Linked DNA regions of Mus musculus: regions 2 and 3 are each linked to region 1. Evidence: chromatin contacts called from public Hi-C and HiChIP or PLAC-seq data. All regions are on one chromosome and are shown on one strand. Each heading gives the region's core, a stretch centred on a gene start, on an enhancer-like site or on the middle of the called end of the contact. The rest is flanking DNA. Distances are from core to core; before and after follow the strand shown. Region 1 has its middle 15 kb from the start of Gm23002. Region 2 holds the start of Rad18 (RAD18 E3 ubiquitin protein ligase). Region 3 holds the start of Oxtr (oxytocin receptor).

Evidence for each region. Hi-C and Micro-C count contacts between places; a contact is called where the count stands out from the background. HiChIP or PLAC-seq counts read pairs in DNA pulled down with a chosen protein or histone mark.
Region 2: a contact with region 1 is called in a Hi-C map of double positive thymocytes, with 3 times the contacts expected there. The contact joins the promoter of Rad18 here to the enhancer-like site in region 1. A contact is called at or near these places in 1 of 39 promoter capture datasets (HPC-7-derived erythroid cells), 13 of 484 Hi-C or Micro-C datasets (cerebral cortex, cortical neurons, double positive thymocytes and 5 more), 2 of 115 datasets of contacts at active chromatin or transcription factors (bone marrow-derived macrophages and embryonic stem cells) and 2 of 9 other capture datasets (macrophages and pancreatic islet).
Region 3: an H3K4me3 HiChIP or PLAC-seq map of bone marrow-derived macrophages shows a contact between it and region 1, with 2.0 times the contacts expected there. The contact joins the promoter of Oxtr here to the enhancer-like site in region 1. A contact is called at or near these places in 2 of 39 promoter capture datasets (both in liver), 1 of 15 datasets of contacts at CTCF or cohesin (liver), 15 of 484 Hi-C or Micro-C datasets (the G1E-ER4 cell line, brown adipocytes, cerebral cortex and 6 more), 2 of 115 datasets of contacts at active chromatin or transcription factors (bone marrow-derived macrophages and embryonic stem cells) and 2 of 9 other capture datasets (adipose tissue and pancreatic islet).

Annotation. Positions count from the first base shown.
Region 1 is chr6:112,575,824-112,579,503 of GRCm38.p6, reverse strand. No RefSeq gene overlaps it. Among named protein-coding and RNA genes, the nearest start is that of Gm23002, 15 kb to the left of the region's middle. Within about 2 kb of position 2,038, at least 62 of the 459 cell types and tissues checked have an H3K27ac peak or open chromatin away from gene starts, as enhancers often do. A contact at or near this core is called in bone marrow-derived macrophages, double positive thymocytes and granulocyte-monocyte progenitors, where this site is marked.
Region 2 is chr6:112,694,736-112,698,415 of GRCm38.p6, reverse strand. Rad18 (RAD18 E3 ubiquitin protein ligase) reads left to right here and starts at 1,746. Exons shown (of 12, transcript NM_021385.2): 1 at 1,746-1,872. The coding sequence starts at 1,822. It overlaps Gm35824 (a long non-coding RNA gene), which reads right to left and starts at 1,748. Exons shown (of 2, transcript XR_377964.4): 1 at 161-1,748; 2 at 1-46.
Region 3 is chr6:112,488,192-112,491,871 of GRCm38.p6, reverse strand. It overlaps Oxtr (oxytocin receptor), which reads left to right and starts at 2,047. Exons shown (of 2, transcript NM_001081147.2): 1 at 2,047-2,993. The coding sequence starts at 2,075.

The DNA.
Region 1 (3,680 bases), core at 789-3,288:
GCTTTCTGCTCATGGCCTCAATGTTAACACTGAAGTGTCTGGAAGAGCTCCGCTGCAACTCAGGGTCTCTGTCCAAGCTATTCAGGTGGTAGGCAGAATCCAGTCATGACTATAGCGCTGAGGTCCTCATTTTCTTGCTAGATGTCAGCTGGAGATTTCTCCAAGCCCTTAGAAGCCACCCTCAGCTCCTCTTCATGTAACCTCACAATACTGCAGCTCTTGTCACCAAAGCCAGCAAGAGAATTAATTCTATGTCAACTACTGTCAACCATGACAGACTAATAGGACCTCACCAAGAAAGTGATACTTCATAGTAAACACAGGGTCCTTCCATATCAAAAGCAAGAGATTTTACAGGGTACATATCGCAGGATGGGGATCTGGGGGCTAATTTAGGACTCTGTCTGCCACAAACCTAACTCCTAGCAATGACTGAATGAATACAGATGTAGTCAGCACAGGACCTAGAACTCACTTTTGTCTGACTTGCACATACAGAGGTCCAACCTTGGTGTTATCTCCAGCATTGGGTACATGGCATGTCCATTGTGCCCCCCACCCCATGAATAGTCTCCAAGTGGGGCTTGTACAGGTCATGTGCAGGAAACAAGATGGGTGGAGATGGAAGATTCTGGTGTAAGCAAGCACAGTATCTGGGGTCACTTTTGTCAAGCTCCAGCCTAAATTAAGCCAAGAGAATATGAAGGAAAAGATTGCATGTGTATGCCTATTAAAACACACACACACACACTCCTGCAGAAGTATTTGCTTAGCAGCTCTGTCTAGGCTCAGAGCAGCACTGCCATTGTTACTAATCACTGTGGCCTTGGGTTATTGCTAAAGTATATTTAAGTATCTTACATAATCTTTCTCATTTCACCTTTAGAACCTTCCCTCTGCCTCATCTGTGTACATCCAGCTCACTATGACACACATATTATTTCCATGGCAGGGCTGTGCTATTATAAATACCTGTTATTATTCGGAAGAGCTCTGATTGTCATTTTAGTTGACACCACCAAGGACGGTCTCTGCTCTATCACCTCCTTCAGGTCCAGTAGGCACTGCTCCCTGTCTGTAGTTACTGCAGCCACTAACAGATGAGCAGTTGGTGCTGCTCCATCACAGCACAGGCCTCTGGAGAGCATCCTAGAACTACTCCGAGATGGGGGCCGTGGGGGTGGGGAGAGACACTGGGTGCCTGCCCTCTTAGCTAGGTGACCTCTCCCATGCTGAGGCTGTGTCCTTTCATTCCACTCTCTCCACAGTCCTGCCTAGAAAGGACAGTTCGGAAATCCTTGCAGAGCTTGAGCGAGATGAAGTCTCACCCCAAAACACTGGAGAGAAACAGTGCAATTAGGGTGCGAATTGGGGTGCAAGTCTCAGGGGACCTGGTGCAAGAGAGGGCAGAGCTTTTGCTTGTGCTGGTGTCTTCTCCTGGGTTCATCCATACGATGAGCTTTCTCCTGCACCCTTAAATGAACCTGTAAACTTTTTTACAGTTTAAATGTAGAGGCAGCAGCCCAGGATCTCTGAGACCCTCATCAGGGTAAACAATTGGAGACCTCAGTTTGCTGCCTCACTCTTGGGTCTTCCACTGGCTGTTAGCTTAGGCACACTGTGGGTCAAGTGCTACAAGCTTGGCTTGACCTGCTCAAGCTGGCCCCATAAGTGTTGGCCGAACAAGCATCCTACTGGTTCCGTGGCTTCTGCTTTTAGGATTACACCCAATTCTTAGCCAGACTCTTAGCTTCCTGAAGCTAAGGGGTAGTGGGTACCCAGTCCCAAATCCAGAGTTAAACTGAGGAAGGACCTAGATGGGGACCAGCAATAAAACTTCCTACCCACGAGCATCAAGGGAAGAGAGGACTGATTCATACATCCATGCAGGCCATGCTTCCTCAAAGATGAGGCCAACAGCCAGCCAAGTAGTGACATTGTTGGTGCCATGCTGCTACCAGTCAATCAGCAATGGCACCACTGGAGCTCTGCTGCCAACGTAGGGGAGAGAATTCACAATAGCTGCTAAATATAGCCACAGTCTGCTCTTAAAGACCGCCTAGTTCCTAAACACTCCTGTTTCTGAATTCCACAGGCTCTGTTGTACTCCGCTGCTGATTTGAGTCACCCTTCCTTTTTAACGGTTCTGGTGCAGCAGTCACAGGAAGCAACACTTGCTCAATAGAATGACAACTCTGTAAAGGCAGGTGCCTAGGAAGTACTGGATTTCCTGTTCATCTTCTTTTCTTAAGTGGAGTCCCTGGCTCATCAGAGGTGCCCAGAAAACAACTCCTGAGTGTTCGTTGGACCTCTGACCTGTGCTGGGGCTGAGGCAGTGGGTAAGGCCACAGAGTTCTGTGATCTTAGGTGAGGAGCAGTCATCAGAAGGAAGAGCCTTGTTCCCAGGAGAACATCTACATAGTGCCTGGGCACAGAGACCAACCTCAGCCTTTCAGAATGTTCAGAGTGACTTTTGGGGTCTCCAGACCCTACATCCTTTTCACCTGAAATGCTCTGCTACCATCTTGCCCATCTCTGCCTGTAACAAACCTTCAGGGTCTTACCCTGTCGGCAATATAGAGGACTGGGTGAGGACACAAGAAACAAACCGACTAAGTGAGCTGGCTGGAAAAGACCTTGTCATTGGCAGATAGAATCAGAGCCCATAAGGTCTTCTGACAGCTTAAAATGAAGATCAAATATGAAAACAAAGCAAAACAAAACAAAACAAAACAAAACAAGACATCCCCCAGCAACTCAACTCCATTCACCTTTCTGGGACTGTTTCTTCTTCAAGGTGGGCAGAGTGTTCCAGAACAGTGGCTCTCTACTCTGTGTTTTGAGGAAACATAGAGACCCATTCTTTGGCCTTAGAGAGACTGATTTAATTGGTCTGTGCTTAGTCTTGGAGATAGTGTTTTTTGAAAGCCCCCTCTCCCCCGGAATGATTCTCTATGGTTGAGAACCACTAAGCTAAGTTGATAGTTGAATCATTTTCCCTTGAAAGTTCTGTGGGTTCTGCATGCTCTGTCTACCTGTTGCAGTAAATCTCTTCCCAGATATGCCCCAGCAAAGAAAACACAACACAGTTAATATGAACACATGCTGTGCACCTAGATTGGGCAGATCTACCGCTACACTACCACCTTCCACATCTGAGTCCCCTTAGAACTTGCGGTTTCTCCAGGCCATGTGCTTCTGCTCTGCTCTTCTTTGTCTTCCTCTTCCTCTGCATCCTCTCCCTCTTCCATTTTCTCCTTCTTCTCTCTCTCTACCTTCTGCTCCACCTTCCCTCTTATCTGTCCAATCATCAGCTCTCCTTTATTTTACAAATTAAGGTGGGAAGCAGGTTTACAGGAAATCACCTGAGTGTTGACCCATTCCTTGTTCGCAACCACTCACAAGAGAACGGAATTAACAACAAATATAATTAGCCCCAGGGCTCTCCACAACAGAAACCTAACTTGAGGCACCCATTTACTGAGCTCAGAGGCTAGGTCCAGTTCTTTAGAAGCAATGCATCTTAGTTAAATCGTCACAACTCTGTAAGATATCAAGGCTATGCTGGGCACGCCTTTAATTCCAGCACTTGAGGCAGAGGCAGGCGAGTCTCTGAGTTGGAGGCCAGATTGTTCTGCAGAGTGAGTTCTAAGACAGCCAGGGCTCAACAGAGAAACAGT
Region 2 (3,680 bases), core at 497-2,996, 120 kb before region 1:
ATGGCAAACTTGCTTTTTTGTTATTGCCGTATCTTTGCACGGCAACCTGCCCCTCCGATGTTCCCAGAACTATCCAGCAGCACCCAACTCAACCTAGAGTTCATGTGAGTACTCTCCCCTGATGGGTTGGTACAAATCCACCTTGCATCTAATCTGCCACCTGCCCCTCCGATGTTCCCAGAACTATCCAGCAGCACCCAACTCAACCTAGAGTTCATGTGAGTACTCTCCCCTGATGGGTTGGTACAAATCCACCTTGCATCTAATCTGCCATTTACCTCCTGGCTGCCGACTTGCTAGATTCAGTGTCTGAATCCTCTTGCTGTTCTGACACTGGGTTCCGTATCTGCATGCGGAAAGAACTGTCTTGACCAGACAGACTCTTATGAGACGATTCTGTGGTAGTTTATATGCTCAAAAGCCCAACATCCTGAGTTCAAGCCCTGCTTCTACTTAGCTGCAGAATGCTCTGCACCAATTACCCATTTTTCTTTCCTTTGAATAATGAGTAAACCAAGTAAGTGCATGATGCAAAAACAAAACAAAACAAAACAACCCAAAGCCACAGGAGTGCTTTGAATACAGGTGGTCTAATATGTGTTAGCTATTACTGTAATAAGTAAACTATCACCTAAATGTTGTTTGTGTTGGTGTTGCACAGTTCATCTGTGACTGTAGGCTAGGAAAAATTAATTGGCTCAGATTACAGGGATTATTTTATGATAAAAACTCAAAAGAATGAATTCCTAACCTGCTGGGTTTTAGTCTTCACACCTGTAAAGTGTCTGTAACAGCCACATCTCTCCCCCTACTTTCCAGGAGAGCTCACATGCCTGGTCCATTGTAAGTCTTCAAAACATACATGTTGAATCGGTGAATGTGTGGGCCACCGGGGTATCAGTGATACCGCAAGCTTCGGGATTCTGTCTTGCGAGTCATCTGGACCAACTTGTGGCCCCTGAGACCTAGTACAGCGGAGGCCCACAGAAGGCAGAAGATGAGTGCTGAACTGAGTAGCCAGGCTGGCTGTGTGTTGGTCAGCGTTCCACATCCAGATAATGGAGCTCTGGTTAAATGAGCCTAAAAGGAACCTTTCTGGAGACAGGTCCGGGAGATAAGGCGTCACCTGGGAGATGGAAGAGGGTGAGGAGCCTCTCAAGTAGATGGAGTAATTTGATAAAAAAGAATGTGGGTTCCTGTTAAACTGATTTAATAACACTCTTTGCTAACACTGGTCCTTTTATACATGGGGACTATCTGAGAACTAAGTGCCAATATTAGCCGTGGTTACCTTTGAAGAACAGAGGCTCTATGTGGCTCTCGTGGATGCTTACAGAAAGAGGAGTTGAGACAGAAGTGTAACTTTAGATATTTTCAAGGAGCAAGACAGATCTCTAAAGCAACCAGAGATTACTACCTGAAGAGGGAAGACCTGAGCCTAGATCTTGAACTCTCTACCAAGGCTTAGGCTTCATTTGGTTTCTTTTTCCTAATATTCAATCACCTTCCGGAATCTTTTGTTTATTCATTTTATAAGACAGATTAAAGCTGCTTTTAATCTTTCACTTATCTTCTTGTCTCTCGGGATCCAAGAGGTCCAAACGCCTGCATCGCTCCAGGCTACGCCCTGGAATGTCTCACTTTTTCCCCTTCGGTCTTCCGAAGCCGCTAACGTCCAACGCACAAGAACTACAGCTCCCAGCATGCCGTGCGCTCGCCGCGAGCGCGCCGCACGTAGCTGACGTACGGTGTAGCGCGGGGAATTTCGAGTAGAGGAGCTGCGTGGCGGGCCGGTAGCTGGCGGTCTCATCAGGTGCGGCCATGGAGGTCCTGGCCGAGCCGCGATGGCCTCCGGGGTTGGCGGTGATGAAGGTGAGTGTCGGGGGAAGGCCGGGGCGCGGACGTCGTCGGTGCGAACAGGCACCCCGGTCCGCGCGCCGCCGCCTCGGCCCTAACCTGGCCTCGCGACGCCGGTCCTCAGTTTCCAACCCCCGAGACGGTCCGGGAACGCGCCGCGGCCCTGCGCAGTCAGCCTTAGGTCGCCGCCCTAACGAACCGGATGTTTTGGGTTTCTGTCACTATCACCGCGTCTCCCCGTAAAGTAGTGTCAACGATGGTGACATCACATCCTACGAGGACTCCTGTGTTAACAGTGACACCACTCGTGATTTGTGTGGACGTTGCATCGGATGACATTTTATAATCAAGCAGTATAGCAGAGGGTCCGCTTATCATGGTTTTCCATTTCTGGCTGTGGTCCAGAAGTCCTCCACGTTCTTAACACACTGCATCCGGCTTCCCTGCCTAATGTGCCCTCCATGACTCAATAATGACGCATCTCTCTTTATTTAACTTTTATTTATTTTATTAATTTAGGAGACGAGGTCATACCCTGTAGCCCCTGGCTCACATCTTTTTAAAAGAGAGACCAGGACCTAGACCCAGCGCTTAGCCTTTCCTTTTAAGGAATTATTGCATACTGAATTATCTCCCTTAAATAACATTTAGTAGGATGTGTTGTTTGTTTGTTTGATTGTTTTTGAGACAGGGTTTCTTTGTGTAGCCTTGCTCTTGTAGGACCAGGCTGGCCTTGAACTCAGCGAGATCTGCTTGTCTGCCTCTGCCTCCCAAGTGCTGGGATTAAAGATGTGTGCCACCTCTGCCCATCCGGTGGATGTTTTTTGTTTTGATGTTTGTTTTCTACCAAGATTGGGTAGCCCTCCTGCCTCTGTCTGCTGAGTGCAGCAGGCTTACGTTGTATCTGTTATAACCTAGACGGTTTCCCTATGACAGTTGGTTATTCTTTGCTTTTATAATTGTTGTTTTTTGAGACAGGGGTTTTTTTGGATATCCTTGGCTGTCCCGTAACTAGCTCTGTCCTCTGAGTGCAGGCTTTTTCCTTCTGTTCTTACAAACAATGCATCTATTACAACCTGAACATTTCCCTTCCACAACTGATTATTGTTTGTTTTATTTTGTGTGTGTGTGTTGTTTTTTGAGACAGGCCTCCTTTGTTGAATCCCTGCCTATCCCAGAACTAGCTCTGTAGACCAGGCTAGCCTAGAACTCACAGACCTCAATGCCTCTGCCTTCCAAGTGCTGGGATTAAAGGCATGTGCCACCACTGCCCAGCACAAGCAGGTTTTTATAGCTATGTAATGTTTCATATGGACTGTAAATGACAACTTTTTGGTTTGTGTTTGGCTTTATGACGGGCTCCTTATGTAGTAGTGCAGGTAGGCTTGAAGCTTGGATACTCCTGCTCCTGCCACTGAAGTGTTAAGATTAAAAGTAGGTACTCCCTTGGTTGTATTTGCTTATATTTACATTAATTATTCTAAAGAATTATTTATTTTATTTTTCGCATTGAGTGCTTTACCTACTTGTATGTATATGCACTGCATACATGCCTGGTGCCCATGGAGGTCAGAGACGACGTCCTCTCGCCTGGAGCTGGAGTCCTGGATGGCTGGGAGCCGTGTGTGGGCACGGGGAATCCAGCACAGGTCCCCTTAACTGCTGAGCCATCTCTTCAGCCTCCACAGTGTTTTAAGTAACAGATTCATACAGTTCAAGAAATACATAAAATAAAAACGATCTCCTTTCCGCCATGTCCCTCATTGCCCAGTCCCCTCATCTTAGTAACTCTGATGATCACTTTGTCGCATCCTTTCAGAAGT
Region 3 (3,680 bases), core at 798-3,297, 88 kb after region 1:
AGAGAGCCCTGTTCATTCCCCAGCCTTGGCCCTTTCTGTTCCTTTTGGTCCTCGGTCATTGTAAATCAGTTCAAAAAGTGATTTCAAAATAGGAAAGGACCACGCGGTGGAGAGGCAGCCCTTCACATTTAATCTTGCTCTGGCGCCAGCTAGGATTTTAATTTTGAAGCATGGTAAGAAGGCAGAGGTGGCCTTTGGCCCACTGAGAAGCAGAATAACCTTATACGCAGACAGACGGACTGGGGGTGGGGCGGGGATACAGGGTGTGTGTGTGTGTGTGTGTTTGTGTGTGTGTGTGTGTGTGTGTGTGAGAGAGAGAGAGAGAGAGAGAGAGAGAGAGAGGGAGAGAGAGACAGAGAGACAGAGAGAGTCAGAGAGACAGAGAGAGAGAGATTTCCATCATAAAGAGCCTAAAATAAAGATTTCTCTCAAGGCTGGTGGGAGGGGCAGACATCTCCCATTTCTTCTTAAAGCGAATGTGAGCAAAGCGAGTCCAAAGACAGAACTTAAGCTGAGCTCTCTTTAAAAAGATGTAAAGGAAAAAAAAAAACCGAAAAGGCGAAGAAATGCGTCTTTATTACAATTTACTCAGGGAAAAACAAATGTCACTTTCCAAGGTTCCTATATCTCTGAGAACGTCAAGAGCTAAACCGAGAGAGGAAGGAGCTAGGTGGGTTGTTTGGGAATTTTAAGCTACTATGAAATAAATCTGAGCGACTACCGGGTTAGCTGACCCGGATCACTGGGATCGCCGCGGCCGGTTTGCTCTGCCCCCTAGCGGACATATGTGGTGCCGCAGCTCAGGGTTCCCGTTGTGGAAAAGCTTCAGACAGCGCCGCGCGCTGACTCGGTCAGCTCACAGCCTGGCTGGCGCTCTCCCCTTGCCTTCCTAAGGCATCCAGCCACCAGCAAAGCCGCAGGCTAGGTAGGAGTTTGCAAAGACGCCGAGATCTCTACCCCTGGTGGCACGGAGGGTGGCGCCAGCAGCTTTCCCAATCTGGGCGGAGAATCCATGCATCTCTGAGGCCATCCACTGTGGTGCAACTTCCCCGGTGGCAAGGCAACTTTGGGCTAACCTGCAGTCTCGCTTCAAGTGGCTGGGTCCTGCGCACTGTGGCGACAGGATGCCTAGGACCTACCTGTAGGACCCTCAGGTTCGGAGGGAAGGATCTGGCGCGTTTCACGTCTCTGGTTCCGGGAGGTGCTCAGGGTGTACCGAGAGAGACTGAAAAGTGACAGCTTGGACGAAGGTGCAAAGCCCCTGACTGTCGGGGCTCCTGGGCTGGGGATTCTGTGAAAGGCGTCCTCTGGGGTCTTTGGCATAGCAGCCTTGCGTTGCGCGGGGGTGGGGGTGGGGGTGGGGGTGGGTGGGAGGTAAGGAGGGGGCACTATGCTCGCAGGCGGGAGTCCCTCCGGAAGCAAGCGGCGTTGGGAAGTTGTGGGAGCTGGGGCTGAGTCTTGGAAGCAGGAGGTGAAGAAGGATGGGCTTTTGGGGGGACCCCAGGAAGATGTACCCGTAGTAAAGCTTTTTACTACGGGGGCTGGCTTCGGGGATCCCTTAGGGCGTGGCTGTGCTGTGTCCTGACAGGAGAGGTGTAGGTTTGGGGGTTCTCTGTGGGGAGAGGCTGCTGGGGGTGTGTGTCCTTGTTCTTGGGCAGAGTGGTTAATCGCAAGCTTCCTCTCTGCAGGCAGAGCGGCTGACTCTTTCCTGGGACCTAAGCGCAGGGGCATCTGCAGAAGCTCAAAGGAGGTACCTCAAACTAGGATTCCTACGGTCACCACCGAGAAGTCACCACCACTGCGCAGCTCCAAGGCTGGGCTGGTGCACTGAGACTCAGGTAACTTCAAATTCCCAGGGAGGGGACACACACGCCCCACTCGCGGGTCCTAAGTGAAGCGCAACGGTCTTGTCACGGTTCTCCTGGTTTGTTTCAGGGAGAGGACAGGCAGGTCAGTGCCAGAGTGCTCCCATAGACACCTGGACTGAGCGCCGGGCCCCGCCCCACGTGCCACACTTTAAAGAGCCTCAAGGCCGGGTGCTCCCTCAGGGTCGCGGTCGCGGTCGCGGTTGGTCATGGAGGGCACGCCCGCAGCCAACTGGAGTATCGAGTTGGACCTCGGGAGTGGAGTGCCACCAGGGGCGGAGGGTAACCTCACGGCCGGGCCGCCACGACGCAACGAGGCCCTGGCGCGCGTGGAGGTGGCGGTCCTGTGTCTCATACTGTTCCTGGCTCTGAGTGGCAACGCGTGCGTGCTGCTGGCGCTGCGTACGACGCGCCACAAGCACTCGCGCCTCTTCTTTTTCATGAAGCACCTGAGCATCGCCGACCTGGTGGTGGCCGTGTTCCAGGTTCTCCCGCAGCTGCTGTGGGACATCACCTTCCGCTTCTACGGGCCCGACCTGCTGTGTCGTCTGGTCAAATACTTGCAGGTGGTGGGCATGTTCGCCTCCACCTACCTGCTGTTGCTGATGTCGCTCGACCGCTGCCTGGCCATCTGCCAGCCGCTGCGCTCACTGCGCCGCCGAACCGACCGCCTGGCGGTGCTGGCGACGTGGCTCGGCTGCCTGGTGGCCAGCGTGCCGCAGGTGCACATTTTCTCGCTGCGCGAAGTGGCGGACGGCGTCTTCGATTGCTGGGCGGTCTTCATCCAGCCCTGGGGACCCAAGGCCTACGTCACGTGGATCACGCTCGCCGTCTACATTGTACCGGTCATCGTGCTGGCCGCCTGCTATGGTCTCATCAGCTTCAAGATCTGGCAGAATCTGCGACTCAAGACGGCAGCCGCGGCGGCAGCTGCCGAGGGGAGTGACGCAGCCGGTGGAGCTGGCCGTGCGGCGTTGGCACGGGTCAGTAGTGTCAAGCTTATCTCCAAGGCCAAAATCCGCACAGTGAAGATGACCTTCATCATTGTTCTGGCCTTCATCGTGTGCTGGACGCCTTTCTTCTTCGTGCAGATGTGGAGCGTCTGGGACGTCAATGCGCCCAAAGAAGGTAGTGAGGGTGGAGAGGAAGAGGGTGGCAGGGCCAGGCCCTACTTCCACTATCTCTGGACTCCCAGGGTTCTAGGGTCTTTCTGGTTCCACATCATCATCAGTCTCTGGTGGCACTCCACTCCCGAGGTCCATCAGTCTCTGGACTTTGAGGAGGTCACTTCTCTGTGTCTCCAGGACTACAGCATAGAAATACCCACGAGAGTGCAAACTCTTGCCAGAAGGCAGGCAAGAACTCCAGTGCAGGCCTGGGGCAACTTTCAGTGTGAAAATTCTTATTGAGGAGGGGGAAACTGAGGCAGGCGACTGTCTTTCCTACAGAGAGACAGAATGGAAGTGGGTTTTCATCCTGACCACAGGCTCAGGCTTTCTCTACTTTGAGTTTAATTTATGAGTTTAAGTCAGCCTGAGCACAGAAAGTCCGGATTGGATAGGGTCAACCTAAGAAAAGAACAGTTGGTCCCGTGAAAGCTGACTGGGTGTCCAGTGAAAGCTGAATAGGTCTTCTAAGGGACCGCTGGAGAGGTCAAGACAATTCCAGAGTGTCTCGTGTGGCAGAAGTAAAGGAGAGGTGAGTAGGTTAGAGGACAGAGATAGGTCTGGGGTGACAAGGGAGGGAGCCAAGGGGACAGTGGTCAGCTTTGATCGGGAGGCTGTGTGATTGTGATGCAGGAAGAAAGAGCCATCC